2 separate regions of the Sus scrofa genome follow, and region 2 is linked to region 1. A link is a contact called in public HiChIP or PLAC-seq data. All regions are on one chromosome and are shown on one strand. Each heading gives the region's core, a stretch centred on a gene start, on an enhancer-like site or on the middle of the called end of the contact. The rest is flanking DNA. Distances are from core to core; before and after follow the strand shown.

Region 1 (7,255 bases), core at 2,049-4,548:
TGCTGCAGGTGTGGCCCTAAAAAGGCAAAAAAGAAAAAAAAAGGCAAATTTCCCTTGCAAAATTCTATTACGGGGTCCTTTTGCCCTAAACTTTTACAGTTATTTTTTTATTGAGCATTTACCAGGTGCTTAACATTTGGAAGAAGAGCTCCGATGAACTAAACCAGCCGCTGACAGATTCATTTCATAGCTCTGGCTGTAAAGTGTCTCCCAGTGGAGTGGATGTTTTCCACAGCCCCCCACACTTCTTTGGCTGGCCCTGCAGCCTCCTACAAAGGGTCGTTCACTGCCAGCACAGAGGACTACAAGCCAGCTCTGGAGTGTGTGGGTGTGTGTATACTCCTTTGTAATGGCTATAACCATTAAAGAGGTCAGACTGGAGAAGACAGTGAACTGACAGGTACTAGAAGCTTTGGCATTGAGTCTTATTAGTAAATCTTTGGATAGGATGGGAAAACTATTTATTGGCAGTGTGACCCCTGATAGTGTTTGGTTCCATCACTACGAGTGATCTTTCAAAGGCAGCGAGAAGATGAGTGTTCAGATGTCATATGACCCAGCAGTTCTGCAACACAACAGAAGTGCATACATATACTCCTCAATAGATGGACCCAGGAAACTCCACAGTAGGAGTTCCCGTTGTGGAGCAGCAGGTTAAGAACCCAACTAGTGTCCAGGAAGATGCAGGTTTGATCCTTCACCTTGCTCAGTGGGCTAAGGATCTGGCATTGGCACAAGCTGCAGTGTAGATCACAGATGTGGCTCGGACCTGGCGTTGCTGTGGCTGTGGTGTAGGCTGGCGGCTGCAGCTCCGATTTGACCCTTAGCCAGGGAACTTCCATATGCCATGGGTGCGGCCCTACAAAGGAAAAAAAAAAAAAAAAAAAAGAATCTCCACAGCAGCAGAGATTTGTAATAACCAAACCTAGAAAAAACTCACATGACTATCAACAGCAATATAGTCACATGCTGGAATGTTACACAGCACGGGGAATGAAGCAGCAACACAGTGAATGGATTTCACAAACATCGCACTGGGCGAAAGAAGCTGTACACAAAAGAATGTCTCCCACTGATTCCATTTGTATAAAGTTCAAACAGGCACAACGAATGTAGAGAGCTAAAAGTCAGAATAGTGTGGCCTTTGTGGGGTTTCCTGGGTGCTGATGATATTCTGTTTCTTAATCTGAGGGCTGGTTCTTTGTTAAAATTCATCAAGCAGTATGTTTCTGATTTGTGAGCCTTTATGTGATACTTCAATTAAAAGTTTACGTAAAAAAAGGCATCTACTTTGTTGTATACCTGAAACGAATGCAACTTTGTAAGTCAACTATACTCCAGAAAATTTTTTTAAAAATTTAAAAAGGCATCCAGTCTAAAGAAGATGTGGTACATTATACAATGGAATATTACTCAGGCATAAAAAATAATGAAATAATGCCATTTGCAAGAACATGGCTGGACCTAGAGATTGTCATACCAAATGAAGTAAATCAAATATATGATATTTATAAGCAGAATCTAATGAAAAATGATACAAATGAACTTATTTATAACACAGAAACAGATTTCAAAAACAAACTTATGGCCCGCAGCTGCAGCTCCAATTCGACCCCTAGTCTGGGGACTTCCATATGCTGTGGTTTCGGCCATGAAACAAAAAAAAAAAAAAAAACTTCAGATATTCTGAGCTCTTATCCAAGAATTAATCTTACCTCCTATTTGTGGTAGATTTGTAATTCGCAAAGCATTTTCATTTCTCTTACTTTAGTTGAGTCCCACAGAATCCCAAGAGGTTTCTATTTTGCTGATGAAGAAACTAAGGCTCAGAGAGACTGAGGACTCTAAGTCCACACAGTGGCAATTCTGAGGCTCAACCTGAAGACTTTGTATTTCAGGTTCAATGTATCAAAGAGGCACTATCAGGAATCTTGGACACTCTCCTATGAGCAGCTATATATGTTTTTTCACTTTTCCCTGATATTTGACATTGAATTTGCATCACTGAGGCAAAAAAGAATGGGGAAATAAATGAATTCTAATAAAAAAGAAAACAAAACAAACTTAGGGTTACCAAAGGGGAAAGGTGAGTGAGATGGGGGAATAAATTAGGAGTTTGGGATTAACATATATACACTGCTGCATATAAATTAGATAACCAGGAATTCCCATCGTGGCACAGTGGAAACAAATCTGACTGGGAACCATGAGGTTGCAGATTCCATCCCTGGCCTTGCTCAGCAGGTTAAGGATCTGGCATTGCCGTGACCTGTGGTGTAGGTCACAGATGGAGCTTGGACCCCACGTTGCAGTGGCTGTGGCTGTAGCTCTGATTGGACCTCTAGCCTGGGAACCTGCATATGCCAAGGGTTTGGCCCTAAAATGCAAATAAATAAATTAGCTATCCAACAAGGACCTACGGTATAGCACAGAGAAATCTACTCAATATTCTGTGATAACCTATATGGGAAAATAATCTGAAAAAGAATGAATATATGCATATGTATAACTGAATCATTTTGCTGAACTCCTGAAACTAACGCAAGATTGTAAAGCAACGATACTTGAATTAAAACAAAACAAAACACAAGGAATTCCCGTTGTGGGTCAGCGAGTTACAAACTGGACATAGTGTCTATGAGAATGCAGGTTCAATCCCTGGCCTTGCTAAGTGGATTAAGGATCTAGCATTGTGGCTGTGGTGCAGGCTGGCAGCTGCAGCTCCAATTTGGCCCCTAGCCTGGAACTTCCAGATACTGCAGGTGCAGCTATAAAAAGAAAAAAAAAAAAAAAAAAAAAAAAAAGGCATCTCATCTACGACCCTCACTTCATAAATGAGGAAGCTGAGGCCCAGGAGTGTTAAGTAACTTGCTCCAGTTCAACCAGTTCTACTGCTCATGTTCCCTCCCACTCGGACGCCTACCGAGGCAATGTGGGTTTGGGGGATGCTAGCTCAGGCAGAGCCAAAAAGTAAAGCAATGAGGAAATTAGCCAGAGAGAGAAAGAGGTGTGAGCAACTATTTGCCTGCGAGGCCCTGTTGCCTGGAGCTTCTACAGCCACCTGGTGGCCAAGGGCGAGACATGTCCCCGAGGACAGCTGAGCGCATAAACCAAAAGCCCACCCAGGTCTTCAATGGCATCCCTGAGCCATTGCACCTGACTCCAGACTTCTTAACTTAAAAACACACATCCCTATGGTCTCAGGCAGTTTAACTGGGGTCCCTGTGCTGTGCCACTGAACTCCTCCTTAGGCTTCAGAAGACGGAGGAATGCAAGCAGGCAGTAGAAAATCTGCGAAGAGAGTGCCCCTTTGTGGGAAGCAGGGTTCACAGCAGCAGGACCATCTCACATTAACATGCCTTCTCTAAAGGGGCAGGGGGCAAACTGGTCCTTGGGGGTGGGGACGAGGGGAGCCAGCAGGTCTTAGGTGTTACAACGGCTGTGGCCCTGCAAAGCTCAGCGATACCCCACACAATTTCATTCCTTAGTATTTTTTTTGTTTGGGAAAATGTAAACCTAATTCACCGTTCCCTCTTAGGGGCAGTGATAACGGGGAAAAAAGATGGAAAAATGGTTCTCTCTCTCTCTTTGCAAAACCTACTCTTTTTTTTTTTTTTTTTTTTTTTTTTTTTTTGTCTTTTTGCTATTTCTTGGGCCGCTCCCGTGGCATATGGAGATTCCCAGGCTAGGGGTCCAATCGGAGCTGTAGCCACCGGCCTACACCAGAGCCACAGCAACGTGGGATCCAAGCCGCGTCTGCAACCTGCACCACTGTTCACGGCAACGCCAGATCGTCAACCCACTGAGCAAGGGCAGGGACCGAACCCTCGACCTCATGGTTCCTAGTCGGATTCGTTAACCACTGCGCCACGACGGGAGCAATACCTACTCTTTTAAAGATGCAGAAAAAGCTCTAAAACAAAAGAGGAAGGGAGTTCCTGCTTTCCTAAGGCAGAGCTCCTGGCCTTGCCAAAGCCTCTGAATTCCACCGGCTCTTTCCAGATCCTTGCCACTGCGGTAGCTCCAGCCAGGCCTGCTCTGCCCAGCCCCTCCCCTGCTTCAATAAACGATCACAGGCCCGAAGACTCGTCCTCACTGTACAGAGGTAGTGAGACTGTGAGGGCAGGTGCACACGGTCTTTCCATGTAACAGTGTAGCAAGATGGTGTTGAGGACACAGTAGGAAAGTTATCCTTGGTACCCAGATTTTATATCCAGGTGAGATGACTTGCTAAAGACAGGGCTTCCTCCCGCCCCAGCTATGCATGGTAGTTCATTATGAGGGCACTTCAGGATTTGCAGGGCAGGAGCCTTGGTTTTCCTGGTGCCCCACTTGGGCCTTCCTGCCATGCGGCTGGCAGAACCATCCCCCTCTCATGAAGAAAATGGGAGATTCAAGAAGCTGCCCGCACCACACAGTCATACGTCTGATTCTCTCTGCTGGCTGGAATAGCAGCCTTTAAGGAGCTGGGGCCCATAGACAGACACTTCTAGAAGTTTTATCTGTAGGAATGCCTTTTTCTCCAAAAATCAAACCCCAAAGCAAAAATCAAGTGTTTGTGAGACTTCTTAAACCACCCTGTCCTATACTAGAGTGCTATTTAGTCATCTCCCAGTTGCTAGTGCTGGTGGTGTATCTTGGCTCCTCCAAGTTCCCAACCTTGCCAAGTCTTCCAAATTCACTCATTCAACAGCTTCTTAACATTAAGGCGGAACTACGATCCTTCTAGGAAAAGCCACATCCAGCCACTCAGGAGGGGATCTTCAGAGGTTATTGATGATACAAGTAATTTAACACCTAAATGAGAGTAGCGTTCTAGCCTTATCTCAACCGCTGGATTTCAGTACAGCCTCAGAATGAAGGTCTGCTTTGCTGACTTCTCTCCATCCATCAGCACCAGCACAGCCCAGAACCCCCTGGAGTGTTGATACTTGGGTACATGGCCAGTACAGTCTGGGGATCAGAAAACTGAAGGGGACATAAAGAACTAAATCATGTCATTATTCCCTTAAAAAGGGAACATCTGCTAGAAAATAATAACTTGGTAGTAATAACATTAGTGTTATTACTAATGGAATAGTATTTTTTTTTTTGGTCTTTTTGCCATTTCTTGGGCCACTCCCGCGGCACATGGAGGTTCCCAGGCTAGGGGTCGAATCGGAGCTGCAGCCACCGGCCTATGCCAGAGCCACAACAACATGGGATCCGAGCTGCATCTGCGACCAACACCACAGCTCACAGCAACGCCGGATCCTTAACCCACTGAGCAAGGGCAGGGATCGAACCTGCAACCTCATGGTTCCTAGTCGGATTCGTTAACCACTGCGCCACGACGGGAACTCCAGGATGATGTACTTTCTATTGGATGATATTGCTGCTGATGGTAACCCATCACATGGATAAGGGAAGCTACAGAGGGTCCACTCCTTCCAGCTGAGACCAGGGGCCTTGGGCTATTGGGCAGTGAAAGATGGAGGGAATAACTCCCACCTGCAGCCTCAGGTAGTACAGAAATCAAGAGATTGTGCAGAACTGAGTAAGGTGAGGAGCCAAGATCAGAAAACCAGGGTAAGGGGTCAGAATAGGTCACTAGTGCAAGGAGGGGGATGTGGTAAAAGCAAGTCTCAAGAAAAGAGCTGGGGGAGTTCCCATCACAGCTCAGCAGTAGCAAACCCGACCAGTATCCATGAGGATGCGGGTTCAATCCCTGGCCTTGATCAGTGGGTTAAGGATCCGGCGTTACCATGAGCTATGGTGTAGGTCACAGACAGGGCTTGAATCCCATATTGCTGTGGCTGTGGTATAGGCTGGCAGCTGCAGTTCTGATTCAGCCCCTAACCTGGGAACCTCCATATGCCGCAGGTATGGCCCTAAAAAGAAGAAAGAGCTGGGGTTCAACAAGCTGAAGTGACAGATCCCGAAAATAAGCCTTTCATGATCCTGAGCAGCATCCTGGGGGAGAAGAGGGTCGGGGTGGAGGCCATTGTCATTGTGAACCACTCACTTGCTGGGACGGGATGCGTGGAGTGGCCAGGACATCAGAATCGACTGTTATAGAAGGCATCTCTCAGCTGATGGGGACATTTCAGCCGGGGAAGTGATTTCTCAAACACTCCTTTCTGACCCGTGCATATGATTTGTATCAAATTAAGCACCAGGTTATAGAGATACCAACTCTTGTGTTTCTGAAGGCAGGATGCTTTCTTGGCCTCGATATACTCCCTCGGGAAGGATGTGGCTAGCAAGAATATTCTCTCCCTCCCTTCTAAAACTTTTTATTTTAGAATACCTTTAGATTTATAGAAAAGTCACAAACAGTGCAGAGAATTCTCACATACCCCTCACCCAAAATATCCTATTGCTAACATCTTATGTCACTATGTCACTTATATCACTTATCACTCTGATATCACTTATATCACTCTGTCACAACTAAGGAGCCAATGCTGGCACATCACTATTAACTGTATACTTGATTAGATTTCACTAGTTTTCCTGATGTTCTTTTTCTGTTACAGAATTCCACCCAGAGTACCCACATTACATGTTATAGTCACATCTCTTCACCTCTGCTATTTTGTGGCAGTTTCTCAGACTTCCCTTATTTACAATGACCTTGACCCAGGTTTGAAAAGTACTGCTTAGGCGTTTTATAGAGTGGACCTCAGTTTGGATGTGTCTGGTGTTTTTCTCATGGTCAGACTGGGGTGATGGATTTGGGGGAGAAGAGCGCAGAGGTGACATGCCTGCTCACCACGTCATATGAAGGCTACCTGACATCAACCTGACTTACCTCCGAGGATGTTAGCTTGGATCACCTGGTCCAGATGGTGTTTTCCAGGTGTCTCCACTGTGGTTACTCCTTCCCTGGGCATCACTCACCCCCTCCCCATACTCTAGTTTTTGGAAGCCTGTTGCTAAGGGCAGATTGGCTACTTTGTAACCATTGAGGTTAAGATCCCATTTTCGGAGTTCCCGTTGTGGTTCTGTGGTTTACAAACCAGACTATAATCCATGAGGATGAAGGTTTGATCCCTGCCCTCGCTCAGAGGGTTAAGGATCTCGCATTGCCATGGCTTTGGCATAGGCTGGCAGCTGCAGCTCCCAATTGACCTCTCACCTGGGAACTTCCATATGCTGCAGATGCAGCCCTGAAAAGCAGAAAAGAAAAAAATCATCCCATTTTGAACTCTTTATTTTAAAAGAGAAAGCCATATGGTCAAGGCATGTTTCAAAGCATCATTTGAGCAGGCAT
Region 2 (7,255 bases), core at 1,438-3,937, 160 kb before region 1:
GTTTCCATGTCTTGGCTATTGTGAATAGTGCTGCTAGGAACATCGGAGTGCATATATCTTTTTGAATTGTAGTTTTGGCCAGATATATGCCCAGGAGTGGGATTGCTAAATTCTATGGTGGTTACTATATTTATGGTAGTTCTATATTTTCTAAGGAGTCACCATACTGCTTTCCATCATGGTTTACCAATTTACATTCCAACCAACAGTGTAGGATTGTTCCCTCTCTAGCTAGCATTTGGTATTTGTAGACTTTTTAATGATGGCCATCCTGACTGGTGCGAGGTGATAGCTCATTGTAGTTTTGGTTTGCTTTTCTCTAATAATTAGTGATATTGAGCATTTTTTTTATGTGCCTACTGACCATCTCTATGTCTTTGGAGAAATGTCTATTCAAGTCTTCTGCTCCGGCTGCCAGCCTACACCACAGTCACAGCAATGCCAGATCCGAGCTGCGTCTGTGACCTACACCACAGCTCATGGCAACGCCATATCCTTAACCCACTGAGTGAGGCCAGAGGTCGAACCTGCAACCTCATGGTTCCTAGTTGGATTCATTTCCACTGTGCCACGATGGGAACTCCAAAAGGTATTTTTTAAATATCCCTTTTCTAATATCTCATTGTTAGTATACAGAAATGCAACCAATTGCTGAATGTTAATCTTGTATCCTGCTACTTTGCTGAATTTGTTGATCAGATTAAGTAGTGTTTGTGTGGATTCCTTGGGTTTTCTCTATATAGTATCATGTCATCTGCATAGAGTGTCAATTTTACCTCTTCTCTTCCAAGTTGAATACCTTCTATTTCTTTTGTTTGTCTGATTACTGTGGCTAGGACTTCCTATGCTATGTTGAATAAAAATGGTGAGAGTAGGCATCATTGTCTTTGTTCCATTTTAGCGGGAAAGCTTTTAGCTTCTCGTCGAGTATTATAGTGGCTGTGGGTTTGTCATAAACAGCTTTTATGAGGTTAAGATATATTCCCTCTATACCCATTTGGGTAAGAGTTTTTATTTAATGGATACTAAATTTTGTCAAATCCTTTTTTGCATCTATTGAGATGATCATGTGGTTTTGACTTTTCATTTGTTAATGTGGTATATGACATTGATTTACATATGTTGAACCATCCTTGTGAACTTGGGATGAATCCCGCGTGGTCATGGTTATGATCTTTTTTATATGTTGCTGGACTTGGCTTGCTAAAATTTTGTTGAGAATTTTTGCGTCTATATTCATCAATCTTTTGGTAGTATCTTTGGTTTTGGTATTAGGGTGACAGTGGCTTCATAGAATGTCTTTGGGAATGTTCCTCCTTCAATCTTTTGGAAGAGTTTGAGAAGGATCTGTATAAGTTCTTGGTATGTTTGATAGAATTTGCCTGTGAAACCATCTGGTCCTGGACTTTTTGTTGGTATATTGAATATGTATATTCAATTTTATTTCTAGTAATCAGTCTGTTAAAATGATATATTTCCTTTTGATTCAGTTTTGGTGGACCCTGTTTCCAAAAAGTTGTCCTTTTTTGGAGTTGCTATTGTGGCTCAGCAGTAACAAGCACGACTAGTATCCATAAGGATGTGGGTTTGATCCTCTGGCCTTGCTCAGTGGGTTAAGGATCTGGCAGTGCTGTGAGCTGTGGTGTAGGTCACAGACACAGCTCAGATCCCAAGTTGCTGTGGTTGTGATGTAAGCCAGCAGCTGCAGCTCCGATTCGACCCCTAGCCTGAGAACTTGCATATGCCACAGGTATGACCCTAAAAAGACCAAAAAAAGTCCATTTCTTCTAGGTTGTAATATCTTTTTTATACAAGAGCTTTGACATGTCAAAATATTCTGTGACTTTTATCTCAAGATGGTAGGTGGACATATGTATTACCTCTTCTTCTCAAAATATTATTGAATGTAGAGGGAATATAAATAACTCCATTGAGTCAAAAGCAAACAGATGCCAGAGGTGAACCAGAGTGGTTAAGGAACATTTGGAAAATGCTGGGCAGATGGTCAGATTGAAGGTGAAATCCGTGAACAGAGAAGTCCCAAAATACAAGCTGGTTGCAAGAGGTGATAGCACTATTCCCCTCCCTCATTAAAGGAGGTGATGTGGAAGATGGATTTTTGATGGGTAGACAGATGATTAGTCAATAGACAAGTAGGTTAGATAGGTAGTAGATCTGAAAGTCTGAAAGAAGGGAAGAGGGAGGGGGAAGCGGGGAGAGAGAACAAAGGGAATTCGGAATGGCACAGCAGATCAGAAATGCGCTACAACTCAGTATCTAATTGAACAAAGAAGAGAATGAAAGTGAACATGGAAAAATTCATAATGTAAAAAGTGAATGTCGAGCAAATACCAAAAAAGGAAGTGATATGGAATAAACTCGAACCCCGATCTATGATGACTAAATCTAGGTCTTCAAAACATGTACTTGCTTTCTGGACAGGGAAGCAGATATATTTATTTTCTCCTTGGCCCTACTGTGATTCTACAAGTTTGGCAATATCTACATGTCGGAAATTCCCTCCACTGTTTCTTTCCTTTCTCTGGACTAGTTTCCTTGACAGCATTTGTGTTTGACACTTTCACTCTCTGAAATCAGAAAATACCCTGTCCTGAGTTAACTCGGTACAGAGGTATTTCCAGGCCTACGCCATCCATGTCTCTCCAAGCCCTACTTGTTCTGTTTCACAAAGAAAAAAATTGACTGATACATGATGGTGCAGACCAGCAAAGAGTGAGTCAGGGTGACTCACATACACATCAGTTTTAAAATAGGAATGGTGGTTTGTTTTTTTTTTTTCCTTGCCTCCTCTTCTTCCTAAATTGCAGAGTGGTTTTTGAGATAAAGCTTCCTTAAGTACGTGGGAATATAAAACTTTATTTTGATTTGTTTTTTGGTAATACTGGAGTTTTTTTTTTTTTCCACTTTGAGGTGGCTTAGCATGTGTTGGGTAAACAGTGTGGCTTAGAGCCCCACTCCCTCAATTATGGAACTTCAAGTCTCTGTCAGCTCCTCTGTTTCCCCCTAGAGATTCCCTATGGTGAAACACCTGAGGGGGAAGGAATGGTGGTGTTAGCTTTTGACTGAGACAGTGTGTGTGTGTGTGTGTGTGTGTGTGTGTGTGTGTGTGTACTTGCTAGATCCTGACCAAGGAGAACCAACAAAGGCAGGTGAGCTGAGATTAATGTGATTCCCAAAGGATCCTTTGCCAAAAAGTTTTCTTGGTATATTAGGAGCTGCCAGAAGGTGATGAGACTATGAGCTGTAGCTCTTGGCTCTATATCCAGCACCACTGACCACAAAGCTTTTAGTAAATCAGGGCTTGTAGGACTAGCAGGATTCCGAATTCACCTTTGTAGATCTTATTTAGTGGTGACCGTCTGTCCAAGGTATAGTGCTGATGAGGCTAAGCATCTCCCCACAAAGGTACCAGTAAGTTAAACCTAGCCCCAAAATCACATGCTACTCTGCTACAAATATGTGCTAAGATGTTAGAGGGTTTGGCTTACTGGAACCCAGCACCACTGCTGAATGGGAGGAAGACTGATGCAGTGGAAGGTTTGAGTCACAGAATTAGAAGACTGGTACTTACTGACTGACTGTGGATTTGGGGGGCCTCAGGGTCTTTATAAGGCTAGTTTAACTAATGACTAATATTCAACGTTTCTGTCTCTAAAAGCCTAAACCCATGGTACATTACAATGGGAATGTAGTCTTTACTTAATAAAATTTCGATCGCATGCCTTCTACATGCCAGACAATGTGTTAGGCTCTGGGGCTTCAGCAGAGAAAATACGGTCCCAGCCCTCATTGATACCAGAAGACATGAATCATGTTTATCACCCAACTAAATGTGAAAATTGCAACTGTGACAGGAAGAGGAGTTGCATGGTGCTGAGGGACCCTACAATGGGCATGGGGTAGAATAACAGCCAGAAAGTCAGCGAATGCTTTCCTGAGGAAATGGCATTTGAGCAGAGACCCAAAGGATAAGGAGCTACTACTCAGGCAAAAACAGGACTTGAGCAGGTTCCAGATAGAAGGAATCACATGTGCCAAAAGGTCTCTGCAAGGAGAAGTGCAAAAAAAAATTTAACAGAAAGCCAACATGACTTGGAGTAGAGACAACAAGAAGGAGCACAGTAGAAGATGGAGGTAGAAGGGAGGTAACGACCAGACCATGTCAGGCTGGTGGACCATGGTAAGAGGATTTGGCTTTAGAATAAGAGTATCTAAAGCCTTGAAGAGAGAATCTTCAAGATTCTCTTGTGTATCTTTTTAAAAAATTACTCAATGAATTTTATTACATTTATAGTTGTACAATGATCATCACAACCCAATTTTATAGCATGTCCAACCCAAACCCCCAGCACATGCTCTCACCCCTCAACCTGTCTCATTTGGAAACCATAAGTTTTTCAAGTCTGTGAGTCAGTATCTGTTCCGCAAAGAAGTTCATGTCCATTTTTTAGATTCCACACGTAAGTGATAGCATATGATGTTGGTGTCTCGCCATCTGGCTAACTTCACTTAGCATGATAATTTTTAAGTCCATCCATGTTGCTGCAAATGCCATTATTTCTTTCCTTTTAATGGCTTAGTAGTATTCCATTGTGTATATGTACCACATCTTCTTGATCCACTCCTCTGTCAATGGGCATTTAGGTTGTTTCCATGGCCTGGATGTTGTATATAGTGCTGCAATGAACACTCTCTTGTGTATCTTGAAATGAGAAATTCTTGGAGAAGAAGGAAAACAGGTAAACCAATTTGTATCTTATTGTGTGAGTCAAGAAAGAGATACTGATACTTTGAACTATGGTGCTGATATGATACTTTGAACTATGGTGCTGATATGATACTTTGAACTATGGTGCTGATAAGAAAATGGAAAGAACGAGATAGATTCTGGAGATATTTAAGAGAGTAAAGATAATTTGGTAAAGAAATGTATAAATAAGCAGGAGAAAAAGTTATCAAGGATAACTTCCTAGCTTATACATCTAGATGGATGGATGATAATGTTGTTCACAATGACAGGGAGTTGTTGGGGCTATAATGGGGGTGGGGAAAGGAGACTATGAGTTTGGTCTTAATACCCATTGGAAAGATATCCAGCAGGTAGTCAATGTGTGGGTCTGGAGCTCAGAAGGGTCTGAATTGGAGATATAACAATGAGTCATCTATATTTAAATGGTAGTTAAAGCTATATGTGTAGGTGACATTGTTTAGAGAAGGGACTGAGAAGAAAGCCTATGACTGGCCCATAAGGAATTTGAATTTTAAATTCCTGGTTAGAGTTTGAGTCTCCAAATGGTCAGAGAGAAATGAGATAAACCAGAAAGGTGTGATGTTACCAAAGCAAGAGAATAAACTCTCAAAAGTTTAGGAAAGAGTCCAAAATTTTCAAAATTTGCTCAGAGTTAATTAGAATCACAATAAAAAAATGTCCATTAGGAGTTCCCGCTGTTGTGCAGTGGGTTAAGAACCTGAATGCAGCAGCTTGGGTCACCACAGAGACCCAAATTCGATACCTAGCCCAGTTTAGTGGGTTGAGGATCTGGTGTTGCCACAGCTGAGCTGCAGCTTGGAGTCAATTCCTAGCCTGAGAGCATCCATATGCTGTGATACAGCCATTAAAAAAAAAAAAAAAAAAAAAAAAAGTCCATTAGATTTAACAGCATGGAATTGCTGACCTCAGAAAATTCATTTTAGTGACACAACAGAGCTGGACATAAAATAGAAAACAGTAGAAGAGTTTGAACATTTGAAGGGAATGGTGAAATTCTGAACCTGTAATTTTGGAGAATGAAAGACTGAGAGCTGGCTAGAGAAACAGCGTAGGATCACTGGGTAGTCTGAGTGCTCATTTGAGATTGCAGTTGGTAAATTTAAAACTTGGCCCATTGTGAAACTTCCCCTAACAATCCCAAGCCACTTCAATGCCAGCAGATAACCTGGTTCATCCAAGGTTGACATGGATCCGTGGATCAAAAAGAGAGACGAACCAGAATTTGATCTATTGAAAAGGGAGTTGTTGAAATGATGTACACCATGAACTCTAAGTTAGATGGTAGAGGTAAGAGAAGAAAGGAAAAAGCTACTGGCTTGGAGAGTCATACATTCGTATAGGGTACATGGGTCCTGATATAAGATCAAAGAATCATTGATGTGGAAGTGGTTGAACAAGCAACATAGGGGCGGAGGCTGAAGTCAGAGTGAGGTATTTGATTCAATGACTATGGAGGTGGCACAGCTACCCAGGACCCAAGGGAATTTGTGGCTGAAGAAGGGCAGGGGTCACTAGAGCGAGGCCTTGGTTTGATTCCATCACATCTTTCATTTGTGATAGATGGAAAACCCAAATCAAACTGGGATTGAGAAAGGGGAATGTAGAGCTTTTGTTATTAAAGGCTGAAGGGATCCTTTAGCTTCAGGTATAGCTCTCCTGACCTCATCAGGATCTGACTCTCCATCTTTCAGCTCTGCTGCCCTCTATGCGGGCTCCATTCTCAGACAAGCTCGTCTCTGGTGGGAGCAAAATGGCAGCCGGCCACTCTCACCAGGCTTTCATCCTCACCAGTCTAAGATGAGTAGAAAAGAACAAGTGTCTCTTTCCTAACCATTTAAGCCAGAGTCCTGGACCTTGTTCTTATTAGTCCAAATTTGGCTTACATTTCCATCTTTGAACCAATCATTGTGACCGGCCAGACCTGAGTCTCATCTCCACTTGGAAGACGGTTCATCAGAGGAAAAATGGGCAGTTGTTACCTGAAGAGTCAATGCGGGCTGGCCAGTAAAAACAGATGTCTGTCGTCGTCTTTTTTTTTTTTTAATTTATTTTTTATTGCTATTTCCCCCAACATACTTTTTTCCCCCACTGTACAGCATGGGGACCCAGTGTCGTCTTCTACCGTGCTGAACAGGTTGTTTGTGAGGCCATTCAGGTTGGTGGCAGAGTCTGGGCTGGCGAGGAATCCTGTTAAGCCAGAATCTTTGAAAGAGGAGGCATGACCTGGCATCAGTGACTTCATGTGTGAAACAGGATTTGAAGTGTTTGTAGAGTGCCTTTGGCTAGCCCTTCAGACTGAAAGATCCTTGAGGGCAAAGGATTTTGCATCTCTGGTAGCAAGTAGTGGGCCTGACACTTCAGAGAACTTGTAAATGATGGATGTGTGGATGGAAGGTGGAAGGATGATTGAGCAAAGAAATAAAACAACTGGGTTTGAAAATATCTTAGATAGGAATAGGCTCG

Evidence for each region. HiChIP or PLAC-seq counts read pairs in DNA pulled down with a chosen protein or histone mark.
Region 2: a contact with region 1 is called in an H3K27ac HiChIP or PLAC-seq map of alveolar macrophages. The contact joins two enhancer-like sites. A contact is called at or near these places in 13 of 47 Hi-C or Micro-C datasets (alveolar macrophages, embryonic fibroblasts, fetal skeletal muscle and 7 more) and 1 of 2 datasets of contacts at active chromatin or transcription factors (alveolar macrophages).

Annotation. Positions count from the first base shown.
Region 1 is chr1:253,416,709-253,423,963 of Sscrofa11.1, reverse strand. No RefSeq gene overlaps it. Among named protein-coding and RNA genes, the nearest start is that of SNX30, 8.1 kb to the left of the region's middle. Within about 2 kb of position 3,298, at least 15 of the 83 cell types and tissues checked have an H3K27ac peak or open chromatin away from gene starts, as enhancers often do. A contact at or near this core is called in alveolar macrophages and embryonic fibroblasts, where this site is marked.
Region 2 is chr1:253,576,448-253,583,702 of Sscrofa11.1, reverse strand. LOC100516718 (Purkinje cell protein 4-like protein 1) reads right to left here. Exons shown (of 4, transcript XM_013993755.2): 2 at 6,915-6,979. Among named protein-coding and RNA genes, the nearest start is that of SLC46A2, 9.1 kb to the right of the region's middle. Within about 2 kb of position 2,687, at least 8 of the 83 cell types and tissues checked have an H3K27ac peak or open chromatin away from gene starts, as enhancers often do. A contact at or near this core is called in alveolar macrophages and embryonic fibroblasts, where this site is marked.